2 separate regions of the Lactuca sativa genome follow, and region 1 is linked to region 2. Evidence: chromatin contacts called from public Hi-C data. All regions are on one chromosome and are shown on one strand. The core of a region is the stretch at or near the end of the contact, and the rest is flanking DNA. Distances in the headings are between cores, read along the strand shown. Region 1 holds the start of LOC111909010 (heterogeneous nuclear ribonucleoprotein 1). Region 2 holds the start of LOC111895568.

Region 1 (6,657 bases), core at 2,726-5,225, 480 kb before region 2:
TGTTACTATTTGTAAACTAAAAGTGCATTGCAATTTTTTTTTAAACATTATATCATATGGTATTCGAATCCGAAAAATTCCCCTTGAAATGTTAATCCCAAGTGATCATTGTTAACGACCTTCATGATTGTTAAAATAAAATAATGTATTATGCCTTCCTTGGTAGCATAAAGCATGTTTCTACTTTTTGTAATTTTTACTAAAAGTAAAGAATCTTTAAAACCAAATCAATATTATTTTGGGCGTAATTGATAGAAATAAACCTTTAATTTAAGTTGTGGTGACTCAATAATACATAAAAAATATGGTAAGTAACACACAGATTCGTGTTCAAATCCTAACAACATGCAACAAGGCATGTAGCCATAAAAGTTCGTCTACATTAACTCCAAGACATGAAACATAACATCATGTTCACAACATGGATTAATCAATGCACAAAAGCTGTCTCAAAACCCTTATTAGGGAAGTTTCCAAAACAAAACATAGAAGTATAAATCAAATATTTTTATGCCAATCTTCAAATCCAAGTCTAGAGGCAGAAATTCGTTGGTCACATCAAGCACATAAATGTGTGTGGTCATAGCACCATCCAAACAAAGTCATAACTTCACTAAAAAAAACCAATCTTTCATGTAAATAATAACACCCTAAATCAAAGAAACAACATAGTTCAAGTAACTTATTAATGGGAACCCTAGATGAGTATCCCTCAAATGTTTCACACTAGTAAAACCAACAAGAATCCAGCTGCAATTCTTAGCAGAAACAACAAAAACAAGATCTAAAAACAAAGACAAAGACGGGAGACAAAGATCTAACTACAAGTTTGCAGTTTTTTTTTTCTTTTTTTGTAAAAGAAAACCTAAAACCTTACAAATGAAACTCATATCCTCGATCCCTTTTTATGCATCGCCCGTCTCACCAGAGATGCAAGATGATACACATTTTGACTATACGCCGCAAACTGATTTTACATCTCACTCAAAAAAACAAGACCAAAAATGTAACTCAAATTCAATCCATAAAAGAAAAAAAGAACACGAAAATAACTCGCTTATACGCCTTCTATCTCTAAAAGAGCACTCTACTTATCTCTTCAGAAGATACCCAACTTTTTTTTTAATTTTTTTTTAAACTTTAAAACGTGTGCTAACATGGGGATACACCAAACTTCCATCTACTATAGCATATTTTTGAACTCCAAACTAGCCAGCAATTCCTGTACCAAAAAAAAAATGGTGAAATTAGTTTATCATTAAAAGATTTGTTTAATCCATTATAAAGTTTTTAGCTTGAATGATATTTTAACCAACCAATACCCTTGGCAAATATGGGTTTGAATCTTTTTCCTCTTTTATTACATGAGAGAATTACAAATCCTTATTTCTTGATCAAAATCTTGAATTTACCCTCTTTTTTACAAGAAAATACCCTTGGAAGCTTAAAGAAAAGAAGTAGAACCATAACTTGATGTAAAAAGATTCAATCTTTAAAGTTCTTGATCTTCTTCTATAGCTAGCATTTTGATTTTATAGGATCCCATAGTTATTTTCAAAGTATTTTTTAGTTCTATATCAAATATCCATCAAGATTCAAGATTCATGAGTAATTTAAACAAAGAATAAGATAGTGAATTCTTGATACCTCTATTTGGGTGTCGTTTGGCAACACTATAACCAACATAACCAGGAGAAGTTTTAGCCTCAGGGCCATCACCACCAATTCCATACCCACCAAACGAACCCGACCCCTCTTGCTCACTATTCCCTGACCGCCAAGTCGGGTCACCACCATACACGGAGCCGCCACTCCCACCGCCACCACCACCATAAAACTCGGAGAAAGGCCCTTCAAAACCACCATTCGCCACCCCACTACTAGCAACATTTCTACCATAACCACCACCACCACCTCCTAAACCAAAACCACCATCACCACCACCTCCACCATACCCAAGATTCCCACTAGAAGAATTCCCACCACCACCACCACCACCAACACCGCCACCTCCACCACCAACAACCGGAGATGAACCCCAATTAAGACCAGAATTCCCGAAAATACCCCCGCCAATACCCCCACTCCCCGACCCAACATAACCACTTGAACCACTTGAATTTGACCCGTAATTAAACCCTCCATTACCCCATAAATTCCTAGGAGTCGAACTGAAAAAAGAAGTATTCCCTCCATTCCCACCATTTCCACCATTCAAAGCATTCACACCATCAAAACTAATGGGACCCACAAACCGATTTGAACCCCCTACAAAATAAGGACTCATTCCTCTTCCATACCCTAAACTCCTATTGTAATTAGGGCTACTCATACTCATACTTGGTTCAAAATTTAACCCCATTCCAAAATTTGCAAACCCACTTCTAGGAATTTGACTGAATCTACCATCATAGGGTCCATGGGTATACCCGTTAAAAAGGTTACCGGTTCGACCCAATCCATACGGGTATCCACCAAGCATGGTGCGATTAGGGCTAGGTGAAAGTTCTTTAGGGACAGCTCGTTTGACCTCAACCATTTTGCCATTGAGTTCATGGAAAGTTTTTAGGAGTACTTTGTCTACAGCTTCTTCTGAATCATAAGTTATGAATCCAAATCCTCGTGGTCTTTGTGTGTTATGATCGTACATCACCACAACGTCTGTAATTGTCCCGAATTGCTCAAAGTATCTCTTGAAATCGGTTTCAGTGACTGTTGAAGCTAACCCTCCTACAAATATCTTTCTAGTTCGATTTGGATTAGGTGAACCTTGAATGCTACCGCTGTTTCTACTCATTGTGGTTTGATCGTCTCTTGGAACGGCTTTTTTTGCTTCGACCTGGTGGAAATTTGAAGCTTTGTGTTCAGAATGATGGAGAGATTGAGTAAGAAAAGGAATTGGAGAAATTATTACCATTCTGCCATCGATGTTGTGTTTCTCTTTGATAACTCGTTCAGCGACTGCGGGATCGGAGAAGACGACGAAACCAAAACCACGGGCACGTCCGGTGGTGTGGTCTTTCATGATTACGGCTTCCAAGACCTCACCGAAGCTACTGAAATATTCCTGGAGGCGTTCTTCGTTTGTATCCCATGATATCCCGCCGATGAATAGCTTGCCGAGATCCGATTGCATTTTCTATACAACAAAATTAATCGATCAGCAACGTGAATTTCTTCGATAAAGCTTTTAATCGGAAAAGGGTTTGAACAATTTTCAACATAGCGTAGATATTGGTGCGAAATTGGTTCCGGAATGATCGAGAATTCTCATTGCAATTAAGAATTCGATTCACCTAAAAATTTCAAGTTTATGAAGCGAAAATGCAGATCAAACAAACATAGATTAAAAGCAATATACCTTAATTTTAAGTTACACAGAGATTAATACGCCTAATATAAAATGGGTATTATCGGATTCAATCAGGAAAACATCGGATCCCTCGATGGCGACCAATCTAACACCAATTCAGGTCCTCCTGAAAAGGGGTTGCACAGATGAAGGAAATCAATCAATCTAGAAACACACTTTTAGCAAAAAATTAAAAAAAAAATTATAAAATAAAAAAAATCAAATCGAATACAAAAAACAAAGCCGATTAAAGAAATACCCAGATGACAAATCTCGAAACGATTAACAATTAAGATCTGAGAGGAGGAGCAATTAGAACCGAGGGCACGTTCATCCTCCTCGATACTGCCCCTCCGTTTTTGTAGGTTGTTCAGATTTCAATTTCGATTTCAGAATAATATGTCCTTTTGAGAAAGAAATCTTGATGTGAGCTTCTCTCTTCTTCTTTGTATTGTATGTATAAAATGGAAGATGTAGAAAAAAAGATCAAATTTCTATAATTAATTGGAATGATGAATATATGCGGTAGTGTGTGTGAGAGAGAAAAGAGGGGAAGAGAGAGAAAAGAAAAGGAAAAAAGAGAAATAATTTTGGGTGTTTGATCTGATAAATGGAAGGAGTGCATCTCCTCCAATTCGATCCTTATATACTTATTGGGAAAATCCTTTGGTACTACAATCCCATGTATCAGTCTTATGTACATGCATATGGCATAAGCACAGCGTATGGTCATGATGATGGTCATGTAGCAATGTTTGCGACATTTCAGCTGGTAGAGATGATTGATGGACGGTTGAGATCACTTTGTTCGTGGGATTTTACTTTTGTGTTGTGTCTACAATTTGACTTAAATTTCATTTATATTTATTAAATTGTATTTTGTATATTTGATTTGATACCGAAGCATTATATAAAGATAGGATTATGGAATAATCAAGAAAAATTACCATTGTTTTAAATTAGATTTGATAATTTTATAAGAAAAATTTGTACATTGTCAAAATAACCAATATAAGGAATCAAAGTTCTAAAACATATAATCTTATATCTTATATTTTATACTATATTATAAATCATATTAATCGTATCTTAAATTTTAAGAGGTATCAACTATAATTTTTTTTGTTTAATACAATATTCTAGAGCTCAGAGCCAAGCCGTTGTCGGTTATTGAGTGTTTTTTTAATTATAACTATTTTTTATTCATTCATAAACCAAACTAAAGGTTTTGGAAAAACATTACATGTTGTGAAATTAACTTTAGACCGCGTGAGAGTTCTTTTTTGTAACTTTAGTAAGATTTATTAAAAAATTGGTTAGTTTTTGCAAGTATATTGTTAGTTTTTTTTTTTATTTAGTTTTTGTAAGTATGACAATATAGTGTAAAAACCGGTGGAAAACTTGGAAAAATAAAGAGGTTGTCACGTGATGTATGTCAAGGATCAATGGCATTGCAATAAATCTTAAATATTTACCTTTTACTAATGAGTAAAAAACTTGGGATTAAAGTGTTTATTTGTATTTATTACAGGAAGTTGTTGCGTATTTTTTTTACGGTAGTGGTAGTTTAAGTCTTGAAGGATTAAAACATATCAAATCCAAGAAGTTTCATGAATGAATGTTGGTTATGCATCACTCCCAGATCCAACATGGTTCAAATGCTTTTTATTTTTGTACATCATGGGAATATTTCAAAGAGTTTGTTTAAATATTAGTAAGAAAATCGATGTTTTACTTGAAATGGACAAACAACGGATTATAATTGTTGCATTTTTCGATTATTGTAGAAAACTCATATCATGTTGTTTTGGCTTTGAACCTTTGATTTTTGAAAGCATAAGTTTCTATAATAGACGACACACACCGAGGACTAAAATGATATTTCTAGACATATATCATATGTGAATTTACTATTTATTTTAGTGATATTGTATGAAGAATGAGGTTTAAAACATGATAAAATATTTAAATAGACTCATAACATGCAATATGAATAACTTAAATGTTTGTGATCTATCTTATAATGACCATGGCATCAACATTAACTTTAATTTTGTAATTTAACATTTAATGACCATGACATCAAACATAATTTTGAAAAAAAAAATTGTTTGTAACAAAAGTATATTGTTTTTTGTTGCTTTTATAAGACCATGGCATGTGACCTAATAGCAAGTTAAAGCAAATTGTTTTTTTTTTTTAAGTTTGCAACAAAGAACATCGTTATATCTTGAAGTTCATGCTAATTTTTGTTGGATTAGGTGTCTAATCTCATAACTATTATTGGTATATACTTGATTTGATAAAAGCACAAATCATTTTCGGTTACCTTCACTCTTGCAACTTGACAGGATGAGTTTTGGAGAGAAGATGAATTTATTATTTGGAATAATAAATTGATATGAATGATTTATAATATGTTATGAGAATAATATATTAATTATAGTTCATGTGATTTAATTAATATTCTATCAGAAATTAATTTGGAATTAATTTTAGGATTAAAGGAATTAATTAAAAGTACAAGGGTTGTTTTGCAAATCATTGATAGCTGTGAAACTGGGCTCTTGGACTCCTTAGATAGGAGTGGACGAAAATTATAGGGAGGCCCTATAAGTTTTCGTCTAAAGGCCTTCTAGAAGAGGTGTTCATGGGTTGCTTAGGCCTTAAGCAGTAAATTAGGGTTTCCTCCTGCAAACCCTAGCTTTGGGACTAAGCAACCACAAGTATATAAAGAACCTAACCCTTGTGCTTTTCGGCCTCCCAATGCTTCTAACCCTAGAAGATCCAAATTTCTAGGAGTATTCCATCCTCTCTCCTCTCATCCTCTTGTAAAGAGTGTTTGTAAGCCATTAGATCGTGTTACATTTGAGGCACTTGCTTTCAAGAGTTCAAGATCTACAAGGTTTTCTTGTTACTACTACATAACAAGTAAGGTACACATCTAAACCCTATTTTGTATAGATTTCGAATCATATACTAGCTTCCTAGGGTTTCTCTTTTGTATTCAAGTTTGCATGTTCAACTAGTGAAAACCTAGATCCTTAATTATATGATTGCATGAACACATAAGATTTGTAGTTATGCTCAAAACCCTTTAGTGGTATCAGAGCCTAGGATGTTTTTTCAGTTGAACTTTATGTAATTGTGAATCGTTCAAATAAGAAGGGGGAAGAATCGACATTCTGTTCATAGAACTCGACGAGTTGGCCCAACTCGACGAGTGCATTGCTCGGACTCGACGAGTTGGCCTGTCAGATCCCTGATTTTTTGATTTTGATAATCTTAGCTTGATTAGGATTATT
Region 2 (5,896 bases), core at 2,682-5,181:
ATATACTTATAAAGCTTGTATTTTTTCTTGAACCACATTCATTTGAAACTCCCATGTATTTTTTTTCCTTTCACCACATTCATTTGAAACTCCCATGACTTTTCAATTTCGTTCTAATAATTATTATAAGTTGGTTAATAAGGTTAAATAAATATCAAACCTAAAGTGTAATCATATATAAACTAAATTACAATATTAAAAACATATATTGTCTTCTACTTATAAAGTTTGTTTTTAACTTTTAACATATTATACTTAATTTATTAGGTTTAATATGTTGTATGTAAACCATTATCATTTTAAAGCTACAACTTTTGATCAATTTGTATAAAATACTTAAATTGTTAATTTAAATATAACCTTATATGATTAACTTAAATATAAAATTTAGTTCAAATTAAACAACCCAAAAAATATTTTGTAAATAGTTAATAGTGATAAATTATAGTGTCTTTCTAATAATGATTATAAATTGGTTAATAAGGATAAATAAGTATCAAACCTAAAGTGTAATAAAAAAATAAACTAAATTTCAATATTAAAATAATATTTTTACTTCTACTTATAAAGTTATGTCTTTAACTTTAAACATATTATACTTAATTTATTAGATTTAATATGTTGTTGTATGTAAACCATTATCAGTTTAAAGCTACAACTTTTGAACTGTATGGACAAAATACTTAAATTGTTAATTTAAATATAACATTACAGTGTCAACTTCAATATAAATTTCAGTTCCACTTAAAAAAACCCAAAGAATATTTTGTGAATAGTGAAAGTGATAAATTTTAGTTCTAAATGCAGAAACTAAATTGTAATATCAATTCACTAAAATATTTCTAAATATATTTTTATAATCGTTAAAAGTTTTGAAATAAGTAGCTTAAAATAACTTATAATAACAATAGTTAAAGTAACTCTATATAAATTATTATATTGTTATCTTTAAAATAAAAAAAAAATTGTTTGATGTTTTAAATAATTAAACTAATAAAAATTAAAACGTTAACAAATAAATTTTAAAAATGAATTAACAATAACAATAACTATAAATAATGTTAAACCATATATTATATTTAATTTTATTCATGAATAACGCGCAGGTAGATGTCATTCAAAAGATTGAGATTATGCAGTTTTAATAAATGTGTATATATATATATATATATATATATATATATATATATATATATATATATATATATATATATATATATATATATATATAATTCAAAATAATCAATATATTATATCAACTAAGTATACGAATTATTATATCAAATTTAACAACGGCATTATTTTTATATTTAAAAAAAACATATATTTGTAAAGATTTCAACTATATAAATGTTTCTGCGCAACACGCGGGCATTCGCCTAGTTTATTATAAACCTCTTAAAAACTAGTGATTTTGCATTCTATCAGGCGGAATACAATTGGACTGAACAGAACAAGTTCAACCTTTGATCAAGCCCAAATTCAATTGGACTGAACAATGAACACAACAACATGGACCTTTGATGAAGCCCAATAGGACTGATTCTTCAAATTTTATCCACCCTTCACCCCTTATTTTCGTTTATGGCTTCTTTGGCTTCATAAGTAAAAAATAAATAAATAAATAATGTATCACCTCTATCAGAAAAAGATTATTATGTAAGTACTTTAGAAATAGACTAGGATTTGTGTAATCCGTTTAAAAAAAAAAAAAAAGAAATAATAACATTCAAAAGTCTAATATGAATTCTTATGGAGCTGGTTAATATGGATAGCCATTTCAACCTTCAAGTGCATAAAAACGGAATTCAAGATTTTTTTACGTAAAATTTAGAGTTGTAAACTTATTCCACACCATTTTTACATGGATCACTCCAATTAATTTTGTGATATTATTCACTTGTTATAACTATTTTCATTGATACTATTCACTTGTTTTATTTGCAATCCAAAAAAAAAATGAGCTCATCAATTATACTCGTTTCAAATTTATTTTGCACACGAAATACCAAACCCTAAACCCTAAATACAGATGAATCGATAAACATAGCTCATCTAACGAAGAAAAATTAACACAAAAACATGCTCTCAACTAGAGAGCTAACCATATCTACACAAAATACAAATACAAATTTCTCATCCGTATTATGCTATAAATCTTCATCCACAAACTTTACACAAAAGCAACTAAATAAAAATCGACACAAAAGATACACAATATAAGACCGAATTCTTTTGCTAGTTTTGATTTCTAAATAAAAACAAAACAAAAGGACACGTTTGCTTGCGGATATGATGTATCAAACATCTGGAATCCTGATCAAGATCCACTGGGGAAAAGCTGATCAGGACTGAAGATGTCAGACTTTTCCCCCTACCCACCCACCCAGTGAGGTGGGGTGGATCAGATCAGGGTTCTAGTTTCATGGAAACTACCCGTGATTGTCTGTTACGCTTTGCCACCCTCACAAAGACTACAGATAAACAAGATGGGGCCCACCATGGTCGCCGAACCTTTTGCTCCCCCTTCAAGCAAGCCACTAGAGGATCATCAACACAAACCTAATCAATTTCTTTACTACAAAACATTCCAAAAATCGAAACTTTATGCTAATGAGATACCACATTTTAGTATTGTAAAAGCCACCATTCAAGATTATAAAAACTATAATAAAGGAGCTTGTAAGAGCTAAAGAGAAACTAATAAAACATATTATAATAATAATAATAAAAAAAGTATTGCAAGAAAGAAAGTTTAAAAGATATATAACCTTTAATCCTTCTGAGTTCTTTGCATAGCGTTATAAAGTCACCCCATTTCATGTGACAACGTCGAATAAACCTAAGAATTTGTTCTGTTGTAAACATGGACATGCCTTCAAGATACTCTCCATTAACACCATTTTCTTTAAAAGTTTGGCGATACCCTCCAAGATTTATTTCCTCCAACCAAAGCCCAACATCCTGTCACACAAATTTTGTCCACAAAAAAGTCAACCACTAACCCACTAAATGCAATTGCGAAGGCCTTGTTACATATAAAATGGAAATTCGAATGTAAAAGAATGGGATTATGAGCAAAAATAGAAATCAAGAGCAAGTATAGACTATAGAACACAAAGACGTATTGATATGTCTTAATAAATTTGGTAGAATCATCCGAGGACCAAAGGGATGATGGATCAAAATTGGGTGTCATTTAGAATAAATTTGGTTGATTTATGGGTATGGTAGGTATGCTGAATTGACTATTTGATCCTAAGCACATGTGGAGTATCTGTAAAAAGAAACCTCAAACATGATGATGTAATTTGATGCTTTCAGTGAGCATGATTCTGAGAAGGAATGGTACGACTGGAATTATAATTTATCAGAAAGGATGTGTAATTGTGCACAGTTTGTGTAAACCATACAATCGCTTGCAGAAAACGAAGAACATGATCCCAAAAGGGCTCGACAATTTCAATTTCCCTCCCACATTTCTCGATTAAAACAACGAAATGCCCAATTAACACAAAACACAATTGAACCACGAGATCTGTAGATATAAAACAAGAAGTGATTAGGCATACCTCAACCGTCCAAATGAAGAAATCAAGCGGCTCCGGTGGCCGTTCTTTGCTCATCTCACAAAATCTCCACTCCCGAAACAAGAAAACGAACCAACCAAAACCCTACAAAAAGTTTCAAAAGTCAAAATCGCAATTCAGTCGATAAGATCACGAATTGAACGAATCTTGGAATAGAAAACAACAGAATCGAAGAGATTTACCAAGAAAAAGGTGTTCCGATGAGGTTATTGATTCAGTTCATATGATAGCGAGAGAGAACATAATGCCCTTTTTCAGTGTGTGTTGTGTGTGTGAGAGAGAGAAGGAAGAAGGCAAGTTGAAAGCTTGAAAGGATGGTTCTTTGTAGTTTGCACCGAAGCTTGTAGTGTGTGACCCAAAGTCTCTTTTTGTTTGTCAATATTGACATGTGGGCCCACCCTCGTCATTTTGCTTTAGTATTTTCTATTTTGTCACCTTTTTAAATTTTACTTGTGGTCTAGCATGCTTAAACATAATATCAAATCAACTTTTGAAGTTAGAATTTGACTCAAATGCATTCCACTCAAATTTGATCGAACTAAAACTCAAGTCTAAGTATAATACGAATGTGGAACATAGAATTTGTGTCTAAGAGGAGAGACTAATTGTCACAATCTAGCTAAATATTTAATTTTCCTAATCAGACTAGAGGTGTAACTATTAGATGGCCAATGGAAGAAAACTCCATGGGTTTCTCACTTTTCATGTCTACTTTAAGCAGGAGAGGAGAAAGAAAAACAAATGATTTTTAGGGACGGAAAAAATACTAGAATTTCATGTTTTTGCGACAAAGAAATCAAGAGTAAACAGTAAGTAAATCTCTCTTTTACTTGTCTTTATTATTAGGGTTTATGAACCTTAGGTAAAAACCAAGTGTTCGGTTTCATTTTTGTTGAGTTTTTTGGGTTAGATCTAATGGGTTTTATAGGTTACAAAATTATTTGCACAACATATTTTTACATAAACATTTATGGGTACATGCAACCTAGAACTCTGACATTTTCTCAAGTTATAACAACATACTTATTGAACAATCATTTAACCTATATTATATCAAAAATCATATGGTTAGAATACACACCTTTTGTTATAATCAAATATAACAACTCATATATTCAAATCTTCTAAAGTTCTATGGAAAGCGAACAACTAATAGTATGAATGTCTCTAATGGTTCACACTCAAAACCCTAGTTACCAGACAGACAAGTAGAGAAAAGAGATGATGATAAATTCATATTTCTCATCCTATAAGGTATTAACTAGGGCTGGCAATTCTCGACACGACACGCGACACGACCCGCGACACGACACGAAATAAATGGGTTTGGGTTGAGTTTTTCAACCCGCCAACCCGCTAACCCGTCAACCCATCAACCCGTTTATTAAACGGGTCATATATAGGTTTCTCAAAAAATAAACAGGTTGACCCGCCAACCCGTTTATATTCTTAATAAAAAAATATTATATTTTTAAATGTATTTATGTATCAAGTATTAATATTTAATAAGTATTATATAATATATACAATTTATTCATAGACTAGTTGATTGTTTTGACATTATTACTCGTGGTGGATGGTCTAAGGTCATAAGTCGTAACCTATAAGACTAAGTCTGTAACATGTTTCTATGAATGTTTTTAATTTTCATTTGGATGTTTAAGACTTAAATATCTAAAATTTAGACCCACGAACCCAAATCTGACCCACGAACCCGCCAACTTGTGAACCCGTATAAATAAACGGGTTGGTGGGTCATATATGGGTTTAAGTTCCAAACCCGTCAACCCGTGACCCGCCAACCCGTGACCTGTATATTTAAATGGGTCGTGTTTGGGTTGGCATATTTTGACCTGCCAACCCGCCAACCCGCGACACGCCAACCCAAACACGACACGATTGCCAGGCCTAGTATTAACCATGACATTGTGATGCATAATGGTCATATTTATAGTTTAGGTAACTTGCAGATAAATTCGGATTTGAACAATTAAATATTAGAATTAATCCCCAATTTAATTCTTTTCCTTATCAGATGCCAGGAGGCATCCCGAAATCCTAGAAGCCCTTTAGAAACCGTCCATGCATTTAACCATTCTAGAATTGCCTCTTTTGTTATTGAACAATTATAATTCAACACGTGCACATTTAAGTAATTCCAATTAATCCCGAATTAATTTAGAATAATTATGATTAATAATTAATCAATTCCAACTATTTCTAATCAATTTATTAATCATATAATATATTAATAAAATATTTTATCTATCTCTTAAAGTCATTTCTAGATATTTCTAGCTTTTGAA

Evidence for each region. A called contact is a pair of places that touch in the nucleus more often than the background predicts.
Region 1: a Hi-C map of leaf shows a contact between it and region 2, with 7 times the contacts expected there. The contact joins the promoter of LOC111909010 here to the promoter of LOC111895568 in region 2. A contact is called at or near these places in 2 of 4 Hi-C or Micro-C datasets (both in leaf).

Annotation. Positions count from the first base shown.
Region 1 is chr9:190,915,064-190,921,720 of Lsat_Salinas_v11, reverse strand. LOC111909010 (heterogeneous nuclear ribonucleoprotein 1) reads right to left here and starts at 3,975. Exons shown (of 5, transcript XM_023904807.3): 1 at 3,612-3,975; 2 at 3,362-3,479; 3 at 2,915-3,139; 4 at 1,648-2,839; 5 at 656-1,222. The coding sequence starts at 3,136. The coding sequence ends at 1,209.
Region 2 is chr9:190,433,391-190,439,286 of Lsat_Salinas_v11, reverse strand. LOC111895568 reads right to left here and starts at 3,931. Exons shown (of 4, transcript XM_023891656.2): 1 at 3,773-3,931; 2 at 3,573-3,674; 3 at 2,772-2,964; 4 at 2,070-2,540. The coding sequence starts at 3,626. The coding sequence ends at 2,410.